Linked DNA regions of Mus musculus: regions 2, 3 and 4 are each linked to region 1. A link is a contact called in public HiCAR-type and HiChIP or PLAC-seq data. All regions are on one chromosome and are shown on one strand. Each heading gives the region's core, a stretch centred on a gene start, on an enhancer-like site or on the middle of the called end of the contact. The rest is flanking DNA. Distances are from core to core; before and after follow the strand shown. Region 1 overlaps Tead1 (TEA domain family member 1). Region 2 overlaps Gm39070 (a long non-coding RNA gene). Region 3 has its middle 9.4 kb from the start of Gm40452. Region 4 holds the start of Parva (parvin, alpha).

Region 1 (3,708 bases), core at 665-3,164:
AACCGGAGCTATAAAATGAGACGGTGTCTCAAAACAAAGTGTAGGAAATCTTTCACTTACTAAGTGCTAGTAAGGTTGAGTTTTTGGCTCCCAAATGATGAATGCCTTATAGTTACTGGTTAGATGTACTTTTTTCTTTTGTGTTTGAGACAGGGTCTTATGTAGCCCAGGGAGGCATCAACCTTGCTTACTGTATTGCCAAGGATAACCTGGAGCCTCCCATCCTCCTGCCTTCACCTTGTGTGTTTCCATCGAGAACAGCGAATTGTGCTTGCTAGGGAAGCGCTCTTGTCAGCTGCTCTCAAGCTTGATGGCATCTAGTGAAATGACATCATGAAGGATCAAGTAGAAGATGAAGTCACCTCTGGATAGCACACGGGCAGCTTGCCTATTACCACGTCCAGTTTGTCAATTGTAAGGTGGTGGGGGAAGGCTGTCTAAGTCATTTTAATTGATAGCTGAGCTTTCAACCTCTGCACTCTCCTGTTTTCCTATCGTTCACGGGGCTCTTCTTGCTCCCACATCCTCCAGTCCCATCCTGATTGTCTTAACGATGTGGCCTCTGTTTCAAACTTCTGCTCAGTGTGGCTTGTCCTGGCACCCTGTTTTCCTTTCAGAATACCTCAGTGCATAAGGGATGTGGGAGATAGCATTTCTAATGAGAGACTGGCCAACTCCCTGTTACTAGGTAGAAAGAACAGTGTCTGGAAAGGAAGCTTGAGTGGCTTTGCAATATGCTTTGTTGTGTGTGTTTCAGATCTTCTCTTGGAGCTTGTAGTCCTGTGGAAAAGGAAGGAGTAGGGGTCCTGAGGCATTCAGTGCCCTCTTTAGTTCTTAGGAAGATGGGAGTAGTGTCCTACACATGGGTGGAGAAAATGGGGTGGAGCCTGAGGAATGTTTGGAAGAAATCTTTGCCCCAACCCAAAAGTCAGTATGAATCATTTGGTGCTAGTGGGTGTCTGAGACAGGGTCTCACTGTATATAGCTTGACTGGCTTGGAACTCACTCTGCCTCTGGAGTACTGGGATTAAAGGCGTCGGCCACCCCGCCCAGCAATGCTGGGGCTTATCTGGGTGTGTTGCCTTAATGTTTATTCAGTTCAGTGTCTTTGGGGTTCGAGGGAGACTGGAGCCTCTGGATTTGGTCTTTGAGCCCAGGAGCTCAAATCTGTGGTGCTGGTGGTAGAGGGCATTGAAGGTACTCAGTGAGTTTGAGGCTCGGTCCCTCAGCTCCCTGGTGGTGTAGGGAGCTTTGGTTGGGAAGCCTCTGCCATTGGTTTTTCTGTGGCCTCAGGCTTGTTCTGGGGATGGGACTCAGGGCCTCACATGGGCCAGACGAGCTCTCTAACATGCTGCCAGCCAGCTACAGGGCTTTAGATCTGGGGTGATGTTGGGGTGTCTGCCTCTGGATCTGCCTGAATGTGTGTGTGAGATGAATCTGGGAGCCCACACTTCTAAGGCCAGTTCACTCCTCATCCATTCTAGTTGTGATAATCAGTGGGCTTCCCAGTGGGAATTTGGGTAGGAAAGGGAGGTAAATTCTTTTTTAAGCCAATTCTTAAAACACCAGCCATTCAAATGTAAAAACTTCATTTGTGATTGAGACCTGTGAAGGAGCTCCGAGAGGTTTAGTGAGCCTCCCAAGGTCACACAGTCAGTTCTTTGATAGGCTGCCTAACAAAGGAGTTAGGATTAACTCACCTATCAGGTTTTATTGTGGAATTTGAATGAGTTATGGCAGTCCTTGATGTGGAAACAAAGAGACTTCTCTGTTAATGGTTTTGCCTTGGAAAGAGGATGGCTACTTTATCTCTGTAAGTTCCATTTTCTCCATCTTGAGTATAAACATGTGGTGGAGATCTTAAGCAGTTGGGTGTGGCCCAGGGGAGCCTTCTATTTGTCTGGCCCGGAAGGAGCAAAGGTCAACTCTAGCTTTTAGCTTTAGTTTTTTAGTTCTGTGAGGACCTGAGTCTGGCCTCTGGAAGTGAGAGCAGGGGGCCTGCGTGCTTCCCGTAGTCCGTGGGGGGAGGGGCAGGTGTGGTTGGAAAGCTGGAGGCTGCTCTGCCCCACTGGTCTCTAGGCTGGCAGTCTAGAGGTTTGCCTTCAGTTTCCCCAAGGCTGCTTTATGCAAATGACACCTGCTAGGATCGGTACCCCCAGATAACCTTGATTAATTCCACTCTCACCTTCCCATCTGGGCTATCACCTGCTATTTAGAGGCTGAACTTTGAGATGAGGTGGAGACACTTTGGTTTTTAGGAGAGAGGAAGGTTTGTAACTGTTTTTCTCCTTGGGTGTGTTGGTGGTTGGGGTCCCTGCTTGCCAGTTGTGGGTTCTTGTCTTTTCGTCTGCCACAGCTAGCCCTCTTCTCGGTCCCCTTAGATGTTTGTGTTGTAGAGTTTTGGCGTGACCCCAGCTTAGTTCACTTTTAGGCTTCTGCAAATTAGCTTAATATCCCTGCCATCAGACACAGGTCCAAGCTCTTTCTGCAATTGATAGTGTGATCCTCCCCAGGCCAGGCACTGTGTCCTCCCCTGAAAGGTGTGGGAGGCAATAGTGCTTGTGGGTGTAAGGCCCACCAAATCTCACAGCCAGCCTTCAGGAAGCTTCACTGTGTGTCCCTCCAACCTTGCCTGAGCTTCCGGCTCCCTCCACCACAGGTCTCAGTCCTGCTAAGATGGAACCTTTCTCATCTGCCTCCACTGGGTGTGTTTTTGGCTTCCCAGCTCTCCTCTTGGCTGGAGTTCCTGCTATTGCTCCATCCCCTTCACCCTTTCTCCTTCTGTCTCTCACCTGCCTTTGAGTATCTTGTGTTAGCCTAAGCTAGCTTCAAGGTGCATCCTTCTCCATCCCATCTTCTGAGCTCTGGGGTTACAGATTGCCAGGTCTGACCTCTCTCTGTCTCTCTCTGTCTCTCTCTCTGTTTCTCTCTCTCCTGTTGTACTGGAGTTCTTGGCTTATAGATCGCAGCACTCAGTGTTTTTTGCAAAGACGACAACTTGTGATTTACATTAGCCTCTGCACTTGAGAGTTTGACTAATGTTCGACTCTGGGAGCTTCATTGATCCTGAGGAACACTGGTTCTTACCTGTGGCATGGACAGCTGTGGGCTTTCAAGGATTGGCACGGTACCTCCTGAACAGTGGCATTGTAATTAGGACTGTGGTCACTGGCACCCTGAAGCTGACTGCCGCCTATTGCTTTTGCTGTCTGACTTTCCTGTTTCTATTCTGTTTTAGATTTTTTCAGTCATGAGAAAGTGCAGCTAGCAGAGGTCAGGGAAAGCCCCCTCCCTTCTACCCCCTTGAGCCATTTCTGTTCAAGGTGCCACAGCCCTCTTCTGGCACCTCTCCTCCATCTCTATCTTGAAGCATTTCTGGATGCCATGTGGGTTCATCTATGGAGTTTCAGTATGTGTTCTTACAGTGGGTGTGGGTGGGTGGAGCTGGAGAGATGGCTGTGAAGTTAAGAGCGCTTGCTGCTCTCCCAGGAGAGGACTGGGGTTCTTTTCCTACTACCCCTGTCTGGCTTGTAATTCCAGTTCTAGGGGTTTGATGCCCTCTTCTGGTCCCTGCAAGCACCTGTGCTCAGCTACATATACATTACCATATGAACACTCGTGTGCGCTCTCGAGTGTGTGCACACATACCCCTGCATGTATACAAGTACACACAATCACACATGCATATGTGCACACACACGTACATGA
Region 2 (3,708 bases), core at 608-3,107, 490 kb before region 1:
GCCGGCCGAGTTATCTCTACCATCCTTCTTTGCTCTTATGTTGGGTAGCTGAAAAAGAAGTTTGTAGAAGAAACTCAGCCCTACTGCCTGGTGGGTGTCTGTGGGAGAGGAGCTGGGGGGGGGGTTGATGTTTTTCTTTTAAGAGGGAGAGAAGGGAGGAGGAAGACGGAAGAGGAGAAGGGGAGGAAGGAGGAAGAGAAAGAGGAGCTTAGCTGAAGGTAATCTTTTTCAGATGCTCTTTGTTTCAAGACCTACAACTGTAGCCCTAAGGAGAGAGAGTTTGTGCTGGGTGCTCACACCCCTTCTCCCCAATATCCCATTCCCCTGGGACTTGGTCTCCTGGTCCTCAGCCCTGGCAGAGGCAAGCTTATCTTTGACTAAGCCTGACTCAGCCACCCCTGATGGCGTCTTCTGGGCTATTGCCCTTCCCAGGATGTAATCGTGTATGCTCTGTGGGCAGACGGTCTGTAACAAATTTCTTAGGATGGAAACCAAATGACTATAAAAATAGTTGGGCCAGATTGCTGGAATGCACCACGGCTCAGGAGTAGCCCGGGGATGTCTGAGCCCAAGCTAGTGGCTGGCAAATGAGGCTCATACCCACTTTCTTCCATCCTGTCTACCTCAAGGTACCCATTGCATGTCAGCTCCAAATGGGAACAGAGGATGATGCGAGCTCGGGCACCTTCTTAGAGGCTCGCTTTTAGTATGCATTTCCAGAAAGCTTCCTGGTACAGATCAGATACTCCCTGACTTACCTGGCCCACCCGAGGTTGGCATCAGAAGCCAAAGTTCCAAGGGAGACAGCGTGGAATGAGCCATCTCCACAGCTCCCAGAAGCTTTGTTCAAGGGACAAGTCCCCTTTTGGGGTGACTGGGGAGTGGTAAAGCCAATTTCGAATGAGTTTAGTCTCTAGAATGCTGGCCACCTGAAGATGTGGTTTTCAACTAGAACGTTCCCCTTTCCTGTCCCTCCTTTGTCCCTGGAGGACTCAGGTTGGAAGCCCTGCTCTCCCCTCCTTCACCAGGGATTGCTAAAGGTGGGTCAAACAGTCAAGGAGGCCAGAAGATGTTGGTGGCTGTGATGGGTAATACTGATGGTCAGCTTTCCAGAACATAGAATTGAAGAGACAACCCCCTGGGTGTGTCGTCTGTAAGGGGCTTTTCTAGATACAGTTAACTGAGGTGGGAAGGCCCCGCCCTGATGTCAGATGGCACCAATCCTACTGCACAAAAAGGGGAAAGCTAGCTGAACCCCAGCTATTCATCTCTCTTTGTTTCCTAACTGCAGATGCAACATGCTGGACCAGCTGGCTCACCCTATCATGATGGAGTGAGCCAAAATGAAAATAAACGGGCCCATCTTTCAAGTTGTTTTTGTCAAGCATTTTGTCACAGCCAAAGCAACACAGTGGCCTTATGGAGAGTCTTGGCAATGGATACCTTGACACCTGGTCCAAGGTATTCATTCCAGGCCAGAGACAGCAGGAGCAACGACACAGGAAAGCAAAAGGGCTTGGAGGTGGAGCTTTGTCAAACCCTGGCCCAGTCTCCTCTTCCTCCCTGGGTGCAGGAGCTGCTCATGCGCCTGTGAGCACAAAAGTCAGCGAGGCAGGGAGTTCCCATCAAATGCAACTGGTTAGATCCTGGGACCAGCCATGCATGGGAAGGTCTGAGTATGAAGGCGTTTGCTTGCTTGTTTGTTTGTTTGTTTGTTTGTTTGTTTGTTTGTTTTGCACAAACTAAATTAAAGGCAAGGATGGGACATGTGCGAAGGATCCTGAGCACTGCTGCAGCAGGAAGCCTCCGTTTGTGAGGCAGTGAAATCACCGTATATGGCCTGAGAGGAAATCCTCAGCAAAGATGCAAATAGGTCACCAAGTAATAGCAAAACTATGCAGCTGACTGGAGATGCTGTGCAGCCTCTGCAGCTGAGCAAACTCCAGGACCAAGAGGGCCACAGAGGATGGGGCACAGGAGACTCTCCCTTGTGCCGCTGCCCCCCCCCAGCCAGTGTCTAGCCCCCTCGTCCTATCTCCCCATTGGGATCTGTCCCTAGTCTCTCCAGAGTCCCCTTGTTCCAAGTGGCTGAGATCAGGCAGGGACAGGAGTTTGTTGGACTCTTGCTGGTGACTAATGCAGTACTTGAACAGGAAACAGACTGCAAAAGACTTAGGAGACACTATAATTAGCTCATGTCCTAAAAACACTCACTTGGGAAGAAATGGAATTAACACACTGGGAGGAGGAGGAGATACAGCTCCCAAGCAAGCTGAGGCATCATCCAGGAAGTGAGCCTTCCTCCTAGGCAGCTGCCACACTGAGTGTACCCAGCTCTGCTCCCGGAGCCGACCACCAAGCAAGCCCTGCTTACTGCCAATAAGATTGTCTGTGGTTCTGGATAAGCCAGATTCACAGGGACGTGATATACTAGGATATGCATGAAGGACTGAGATTCGGAGTTCAAGAGGGTGAAGGCTCTTGCTTTGGGCTATTACGGATTGTATGTAAACATTTTCTCATAGGCTCATGTGCTGGAGCACCTGGTCTCCAGCTGGTGGCTCTGTTTTGGGAGACTGTGGAGCCCATAGGGGCCATGGTCTAGAAGGAGGAAGTGGATCTTTAGTGGCTTTCCATATCCTTTTCCAGTAGATTCCTTCTCAACTTCATGTCTTTGGTCATAACCTACTAAGTATAGTGAGTTATGTATAGTGGGGCCACATCCTTAAGGAAGATTGATTCACATTACTGTGACAAAATATCTGGGGGGGGGAGGGACAACTTAAGTGGGGGGTGGGTGTTTTGGCTCACAGTTTGAGGATATATAGTCCATCACCACGGGAAACCATACATCTGGCCCATGGTCACAGGAACACCTGGCAGCCTCTTTGTACCTTGTATCACTAACTGCAGAGCACATACAGAAACCTTCATTTAACCCTCCAGGCCCTCTGCCCAGAGGCCTACTGCAACTATCAACTGCTAATAGCTCTTCAGTAAGGCGCGGGACCTGGGAAACTCTGGCTGGTTTGATCCTGTGCAGGTAAGGACAGCAGATGTAAGTTCACAAGTACAGTCGCCATATCACGTCCAGATGGCAGCATAAAACAGAGCTCCCCCCCCCATCCTCCTCTGTGATGTTCCCTGAGCCTTGGGGCGTGGGTGACAGGGTAGGGCTGGGTTGATATAGATGTCCCATTTGATGTTCAGCATTCTTGTTAAGTATTTGGACACAGTTACAAGAAAAAAATAAGATCCCGGAGAAGCACAAAGTAGAGGTGATGATACTTTAAGAAAATCTCTTCTGATTGCTTCAGATTCCTCTATAAGCCAGGCTGCAGTGATCCTAGCAGCCTGAATCCAGTGATGGAGTAGAGAGCAAGTCAAGAGAATTGGCCTTGGATAAAGGGCAACTTGGGGTTATAATACTCGCCAGGACACTGAGTTACAAGGTCCCTTAGAGTGGACATTAGTAAGACTGTTGTCTTTTTGTGTGTGTGTTTTTTTTCCTAGTCTGCGGGACTTCAAATCTTTTATTTTTCAAAGCATTACAGCTTGTCTTCAAAGGAAAACCAGAAAATAGATCTATCCTGAATCCGGTGGGAGCCCACATTTCCTGGCGTTTATACAAAGCACCCGTTCCCTACAATGCCCTGGGGGCCCACAGAACACTGTTTGGAGTGCACAGATCTAGAGTCCTGACCCTTG
Region 3 (3,708 bases), core at 333-2,832, 370 kb after region 1:
TGCAAATACCTTGCATCTAATGTAACTGCTTAGGCATCCTCAGATGTCAGTGTTCTCAGAGATCCTGGAAACAATTCCAGCTGCCCACCCTACTGGAGCCCTGTTCCACTTCTAGTTCTTACCCAGGTGCAGAGAGGCAACTGCATATATTTCAATTTTTGTCTGCTTGCTTGCTTGTTTTTTCCTTTTGGCTCAGGGCTCTGCTACACTAGAGCAAGAAACACTCCTTTTGCTGAACTGTGTGTGTTTTGCTCTCGATTCATGCAGTAAATTCCAAAACATCTTCAGCACGAGGTACCCTTTCAAATATATCCAAGGTAATGCTAATGACGCCGATGATGCTAATGAGGCGATTTCTTGGGAAAGTCCCTATGCGCACACAAAGGATAGAAACCCATCCACATAGCCAGTCTCTGGAGGAGAAATGGATGCAGGTCAGGTTGATTGCAATGGACAGTGGTTGACTCAAGAACAGCTACATAATGGAGCTGCCCTAAAATCCCAAATGAGGACTGGGTTTTGAGAACTTCCTGACAGTGTTTGAAAGCTCCTTTACCCTGTGAGCTCCCCTAGCCATTTCCTCATCGGATCTTTATCTTTCTTTTTACCCTTTTTCTGGAGACAGTGTCTTATGTAGCCTAAACGGGCCTCAGACTTACAGTAGAGGGTGACCTTGAACTCCTGATCTTCCTGCCAAGGCCTCCTAAGTGCTAGAGTTACAGCTATGTGCCACTGTTCCCTGTCCATCTTGCTGTTTATAATAAACTATTTGTTTCCATGAGTTTTATAAGCCACCCCGGCAAACTAAGATCTATAGGTAGGGCAGCCAGCTAGTTAGAAGTACAGGCAAATTAAACTGATGAACCCATAAAGTGCTTGCTGGGTAGGGAAACGTCACGCCCATTTGGTCTCAGTCATCTTCTCTGCAGAGCACTGAATAACAGGATAAAAGAAACTGAATTTATTCTCCCTCCATATTCTTAAGAATCCTTGTAGGAGTAGAAGACTTCCTCTTAGCCATCTAATGACTTGTCAAGACTTCCCGAACCAACAGAGGCATAGATGCTAGCCAGAGCTTCCCTCCCTGGCTCTCTTGCTGCTGCCCAGCCTCCTTTGACTTGGGCAGTGGATGCAGGAGATGGTGAGGAGCAGGCTCTTGGTGTGCTGCCCACCCTTAGCCCCGCTTCCTCTCAAATACAGTGGACTAGCAGTGTGAGCTCCCCACAGTCTGTGGGGGTTTTTGAGCCATGTGATCCTGTCCCTACCCGGTGCTGGCAAGCGTCCTGCAGGCAGGCTGCTTTCAAGATTGGACCAAAAGCCAAGTGGGGACAAGGGGCCCCATTCTTTGTAGCCTGCCGGCTCTGGCCGCTCACTCTCCTGGCACAGTTTTCAGATTTCCCGGTCTCCTCCCTGCTGTATTTCCTGTTCAGAGTTACTTTTTCCCAAGGTCAATTGGGAGGCTCTTAATTCTGGCAAAACTGGAAATGTGAAGAAAAATGAAAACTAACCAGGTTAATTCCAGTGATTGCTGGCACTACAAAGACATTAGGTAACTGCCTAACCCAGCATCCACCGCCCCTCTCCCATGACCCTGGAAGGCACTCTTTTAAGCGCTTTGTTTGCATTGCTCGGAGGTTCTCTAAAGTTCAGCTGCACATCTGGTTGGGAAAAAAGACACAAGCAGGCAGCACATGGTTCTTGCACACTAGCCACTCTGCAGCAGGGGCACACTGCTCGCACGTCTCATTGTGCTGTCTTCCTTGGTCCCTACCTCCTCTTCCAGCCTACTGCTTTGCTTGCTGTAAATCCTTTGTCACAGGTCAGAAGGTCAAAGCAATCTCTTGACCCCACCCCAATCCCCGAAATTGTCTTGTGTTTTTCAACTTCAAAAACCTTTGTCCTCACCACCTGCACTCACGGAAAGCCCTCCACACTCCTTTCCATGCAGCCAACCTAGATTTGTTTCTCCTTTATTCAAACCCAAGAGCAGGTCGGCCCTGGGCCAGTGCTTTCCCATCCGTTATCTCAGTCCACAAGGCCAGCATCCATGTCTTCTTATCTAGGGCTGACTCACCTGGAAGTGACCGTGATTTCCTCTCCCGTACTCTCTCTGTGGGTAATAGTCATTTGGCACCTAGCACATCTGAGCACTTTATAAGTAAGCAATCATTTGCTCATTCATTCATTTTTCTTTAAAGCAGCTGTTTCCTGAATATTATTGTCTGGAGACTGTGATGGATGTAGGGGATACAGAGGTGAATAAAATACCTTGATTGGCCCCAAGAAATTCAGTCCAGTGGTAAAAAAAAAAAAAGTGCTACCTGGAGCTAAGCTGGAGTTAGCTAAGCTGGCAAAGTGATTGCTTGCCTGGTCTGGGCTGGCTGCTCTTCCAGAAGGATCCAGATTCCAGTTCTCAGTATCCACATGATAACTCACAACCATCTGTAACTCCCATACCAGGGCATTCAATGTCCTCTTCTGGCTTTTTATAGCACCAGACATGTATGTGATAAATAGACATCCATGCAAGCAAAACATTCATACACATAACATATTTTTTTAAATGAGGGCTTGGTTTTGATCTACAGAGTCCAAGCACAAATGCCAGGTAATTTGGTACAGGTGTTTGTTATCTTAGGGCTGGGGAAGCAGAGACAGGCAAATCTGTTAGGTTTATTGGCCAGACAGTTGGCCAGACAGTAAGCTTCAGGCCAGTGAGAAACCCCAACTCAAATAAACAAAAGGCCAATGTTTGAGGTGAAAGACCTGAGTTTCCACACACATGTGCTCATGACTGTGCACACAGGATGCCTGCCCCCCGCAAAGCAGTTTTCCTAAGGAGATGCCTATCATAACAATATGATAACCCCAGAATATACCTCAGAAATTCAGCTGTGGGGAGTGGGGCTCTTCACTGAATGAGAGGTAAGGGGCCCAGAGAGGGGAGGAAACAAGTCTTCTGGTTTTCTGAAAGACAAGAAAAGCAGAAAACACACATCGAGATGGGATTGCTGGGCTGAGGATGAAGTAGTTAGAGCTGGGGACTCTGCCCGGACTGCATAAAACTGGGTGTGGTAACTCGGGCATGGAAGCCCCACACTGTGCACTTGGGAGGTAGACGTTCAAGGTCATCCTTTACCTTCTGTTAAGATGGAAGTCGGCCCAGAAAACTGAGATCCCGCTTCAATCAGATAGAATAAAAATAGAGCTGATTGCCTTGGGCTGGTACTGGGAGGGAGCCTTTAGGAGGTAGTTAGCTTACTAGGAGATTAACTCTTGAAGAGTAAAACCGTTATGCCAAGTGCTGACCATTAAACAGCAGTCTGAGCCCCTGCCTACACTGTGGTGTAAACTAATTTCATTCATTCCTGAGACTCCAACCTAAGGATCGATTGTGTTCCAAATGTATGCCCCAGTCTTGACCTTCCAGATTAATACACCCAGTTGCCTATTTGATTATATATATATAATTATAGAAGGACATTGCTTTTGATCAAGCCCTACACTGGCCCCTGGTGAACCAGCCAGACTACCAAGTCACTAAATTGAGGCTAAGCTGTTGGTTATGGGACCTTCTAGGAAATCGGGAAGACAGAGGAATTTCCTGAACAGGCCAATCAATACAGCAAAGGAACTCCCTCCTCTTTTAATCCTTCCACTTTTAATCCTTTAATGCTCACCCAAAAGGCAACCTGAAGCAACCTGATA
Region 4 (3,708 bases), core at 411-2,910, 260 kb before region 1:
TGTTGCTTAGTTTTGGTCTACCAGGCACAAGCTAGAGACATCTGAGAAGAAGAGACCACAATTGAGAAATGCCCCCTATCAGCTTGGCCTATTGGCAAGTCCGAGAGGCATCTTCTTGATTAATGATTGCTATGGAAGGGCCCAGCTCACTATGCATGGTGCCACCCCTGGGCAGGTGGTCCTGTGTTGTATAATAAAGCAAACTGAGGAATCCAGGAGAGGCAAGGCAGTAAGCAGTATTTCTCCATGGTCTCTGCTTCCGATTTCTGCCTCCAGACTCCTGCCTTGACTTCCCTCCGTGATGGACTGCTACCTTACAGGTAAAATAAACCCTCTCCTCTCTAGGTTGCTTCCGGTTCTGGGATTTATCAGAACAATAGGAAGGAAGTTAAGACACACATTCTCATCACCAACATGCATGTCACTCATCAACACGTGCCTCTGGCTGAGAACAGACACTGCTGCCTAGCTGGGCACTAGATCACAACCTAGTGCCCAACTGCTGGACCGATTTCTCCAGCTCAGTTCAAAATCTTGCTCCCTCTGAGTCAGAGGTTCAGTCAGATTCCATCAGTGTGTGTAGTGTACATGTGGAAAGCCCTCCTCAGAGCAAGACAGCCACCATCTTCATCTAAGCAGATGTGAGAACTTGCGACCTCCCTTCCCACTCGACTCCTGACCTAGAGACCGACCCTGTTTATTGATGTTCCCTTATAGAAGGATGGAGCAGGGACAGTCACTGAATTTTCATCTCAATTCTGGCCACTCCCTCTTGTAACCCTACTAGGTCATTCTGTCCTAATTCCACGTGGTCACTGGAGGTGTTAGAGTAGTAGTCTGTTGAAGATTAGCTGAAGGGGATTCCATTTAGACAGTTAGGGGAAGTCATCCGCCCTGGGGTAGAAATTTGCAGTAGTGCAGCTGCTTTGGGGCCCGCCCACATTCCTGTAGGTGACTCCTTCCCCAGGCTCTGTAAGTCTGATAAACTCATTGGATCCCAAGCTTGATTTCAGGGAAAAGGTAATTTGGTGGTGGTGCTCTGGGAAGGAGACATAGATATTTGTTTATGCCCCATCACGGAAAGAGCTGTGGAAACAGTTATGTAACTCTTCCCGCTGGTGTATGACCAAGGTATCCTGAAAGAATGGGAAAGAGATGGTCAAGCCACAACTTAGGACGAAGAAGCACAGTAAAAGTACGCAGGACTCCTAAACATCTCCAGCATGAATCTTTAAAACTGCCTGGTGTGACTCCAGCGTCAGGTCAAGAGAGTCTGGAACTAATTCTATTGCTCTTGGCTAGATAGATGAGCGTCTGCCGTCGTGGACTTCCAGCTTTGTTTGAGTGTGGACAGGAGAAGGTGGAAGTCCGCAGATTCATGCAGAAGTTGAACGGGAAGTCTGTTGGGACCAGAGCCCATTTTAGATCCTTGACTTCTTTGTGAGACAAAAGTACTAACAGTATAGGAACCCATCCATGCAGGAGGTAGAGCAAGAGACCGCAGCAGCTGGGAAATAGGGTCACAGGGCTGATTCCCTGCGGATTCTGACGCGTGTGTGTGTGTGTGTGTGTGTGTGTGTGTGTGTGTGTGTGTGTATGCAAAGCAGAGAAGTGAAGGCTTCCAAGCTCCAGATAAGACCTCACGTCCCCCTAGCATGCACTTGCCCCTGCGTCTATAGCCCCCAGCAAGCGGCAAGCCAGGGCATCCTCGTAGCCAGGGCAGCCCTGGGCACGGGGGCCCCAGGCGCAGCAGCTCCTCGCAGGGCGGAGGGCGGCGCGAGGGAGGGAGCGAGGGACGGGAAAGGCGAGCGAGCTGCCTCAAATGCCTGGAATAATTCCGCTTCCGTTTGGAAAGCCGCAGCCTCAGTCCCGCCGCCGCCCGCCGCGGCCGCCCAGCTCCAGCTCCGCGTCCAGCCGCCATGGCCACATCCCCACAGAAGTCGCCCTTGGTCCCCAAATCACCCACTCCCAAGTCGCCTCCGTCCCGCAAGAAGGATGACTCGTTCTTGGGGAAACTCGGAGGGACGCTGGCCCGGAGGAAGAAAGCCAAAGAAGGTAGGAACAGCCGAGGCCGTGGGCGCTGCAGGGATCGGGAGCCTGGAAGTGGGAGACCCCCCTGGCAGTGCCTGGGCGCGCCTCTCAGTGTCCCCATGTCGCCTCCAAAGCCCTAACCGGGTCGGTGTCATCTCTGGTCCACAGGCGGAGCCCAGGCTTTGGGTGGCTGTTGTCCCAGAGCCCAGGCCCAGCCGGTCCCCTGTGCTCTCCCCTAGGCCGCTGTCCCCGCCCTCTGCGCGCCCGAGGACTGGCATTTGCCAAGTTTCTGCTGGAAAGTTTTCTCGGGCGCCGTCATTCCCCGCTCTCAGCCTTCATTGGTCTGTTGCGCCGTCGTTTCCTGGGCGCCTTCAGGTCTTTTGCTGCAGCTGCAATGGCCTCCTTGGATCTCTCGCGGGCTCCCTGGACTTGTGTGGACTTTGATGATCTGTATAAAATGTTAGTTGACTGACTGAGAGAAGAACGTGCCGAAGTTGGGGGGGGGGGGATTGAGGAATGGTGAGATAAACTCACTACACCTAAGGACTGTGACCCTGCTGTGAACCTGGACATTCCATTCCAAGTTTTATTTAAAGAAAAAGAAAAGATTTCTTTTTCCCACCACAGTGAATTGCAGCAATCTCATTTTTTGTTTCCAGAATAGTTTCTGTGGAAAGTACTTTTTCCCCCGTAGGCAGAATTTACAACTCACATTTGGGCGTAGGAAATGCAGTGATGATTCTAAAAATCAATGTGGCGATAGGTGTGTGAATAAAAAGGGGTTTAAAATGTTTTCCTCTTTGGCATGGCTGGGATTGGATTTAGAGGGCCTTAGGTCTACTGCGTGAGCACCGCGGTCTTATTCTTTCTCTTTTGAGACTCTTTAGCCTTGTGCTTAGTCTTGTGTAGCCCAGGCAGAACTTTGTGGTCCTCCTGCCTCGGCTTCCAAAGTATTTGGGATTACAGGCCTGCCCAGCTTGGTGTTAATTGATTGTTCTTTTCTGTGGTACTGGGGGTTGATCTTAGGGACTCTGATGTTAAGCAAGTGTTTTACCGACACGGTGTTTCTAGCCCAAGTCTCCAGATCATTTCAGGAGTTTACTTTAGTAGGTCTGAGGTGATGAACTAGGAAATGTCTCATGTTCTTAGTCTCCTGAAGTATGGAAAGCACTTTGGTGTTTAATTAGCAAACTCAGTGCATGAGCTAAGTGTCTGTTGTCTAGATTGTGGCATGAATCTAAAAATCACCTCACCCCCAAGTGGTTGTTGTACCTAGTCCCCCCTTATTTCTAACAGAATGACTCCAGGATGCTCATCGAATGGCCAATACTATGAGCTCTTCTGAGCCTGATATAGTGTGCTTTTCCCTGGACATGTATATGGTAAAGTTTAACCTGTATGTTAGGCACAGTAAGAGGTTAACATGGCTGAGATGGCTAAGTGGGTAAAGGCACGTGCCACTCCAGACTGGGGATTTAGATCCTATGTAAGGTAGAAGAAAAGAGCTGACTCCACAAAGTTGACCTCTGACCTGTGCCAGAATACCCACATACATGCATCATGCACACACAATAATGGTAATAATAACAACAGATAGTACTTAGTATTACAGGCATTGCAGTGCTGAGACAGTCAGGCTGATACTTGAGCCAATAACAAAGATGGCTACTAAGTTAC

What was found. HiCAR-type assays count read pairs that join an accessible place to other places. HiChIP or PLAC-seq counts read pairs in DNA pulled down with a chosen protein or histone mark.
Region 2: an HNF4G HiChIP or PLAC-seq map of pancreatic cancer cells shows a contact between it and region 1. The contact joins two enhancer-like sites. A contact is called at or near these places in 1 of 484 Hi-C or Micro-C datasets (uterus) and 1 of 115 datasets of contacts at active chromatin or transcription factors (pancreatic cancer cells).
Region 3: a HiCAR-type map of embryonic stem cells shows a contact between it and region 1, with 4 times the contacts expected there. The contact joins two enhancer-like sites.
Region 4: an H3K27ac HiChIP or PLAC-seq map of extraembryonic endoderm stem cells shows a contact between it and region 1. The contact joins the promoter of Parva here to the enhancer-like site in region 1. A contact is called at or near these places in 7 of 39 promoter capture datasets (cranial neural crest, embryonic stem cells, frontonasal cranial neural crest and 3 more), 2 of 15 datasets of contacts at CTCF or cohesin (both in the NIH/3T3 cell line), 2 of 484 Hi-C or Micro-C datasets (differentiating embryonic stem cells and embryonic fibroblasts), 24 of 115 datasets of contacts at active chromatin or transcription factors (the NIH/3T3 cell line, astrocytes, cardiomyocytes and 15 more) and 3 of 9 other capture datasets (adipose tissue, liver and pancreatic islet).

Annotation. Positions count from the first base shown.
Region 1 is chr7:112,689,662-112,693,369 of GRCm38.p6, forward strand. The region is part of intron 1 of Tead1 (TEA domain family member 1); the gene reads left to right. Among named protein-coding and RNA genes, the nearest start is that of Tead1, 12 kb to the left of the region's middle. Within about 2 kb of position 1,915, at least 46 of the 459 cell types and tissues checked have an H3K27ac peak or open chromatin away from gene starts, as enhancers often do. A contact at or near this core is called in differentiating embryonic stem cells, embryonic stem cells, extraembryonic endoderm stem cells and 2 more, where this site is marked.
Region 2 is chr7:112,202,599-112,206,306 of GRCm38.p6, forward strand. Gm39070 (a long non-coding RNA gene) reads left to right here. Exons shown (of 3, transcript XR_001778349.2): 3 at 1,292-1,394. Among named protein-coding and RNA genes, the nearest start is that of Gm39070, 4.8 kb to the left of the region's middle. Within about 2 kb of position 1,858, at least 94 of the 459 cell types and tissues checked have an H3K27ac peak or open chromatin away from gene starts, as enhancers often do. A contact at or near this core is called in pancreatic cancer cells, where this site is marked.
Region 3 is chr7:113,058,094-113,061,801 of GRCm38.p6, forward strand. No RefSeq gene overlaps it. Among named protein-coding and RNA genes, the nearest start is that of Gm40452, 9.4 kb to the left of the region's middle. Within about 2 kb of position 1,583, at least 61 of the 459 cell types and tissues checked have an H3K27ac peak or open chromatin away from gene starts, as enhancers often do. A contact at or near this core is called in embryonic stem cells, where this site is marked.
Region 4 is chr7:112,426,046-112,429,753 of GRCm38.p6, forward strand. Parva (parvin, alpha) reads left to right here and starts at 1,661. Exons shown (of 13, transcript NM_020606.5): 1 at 1,661-2,055. The coding sequence starts at 1,920.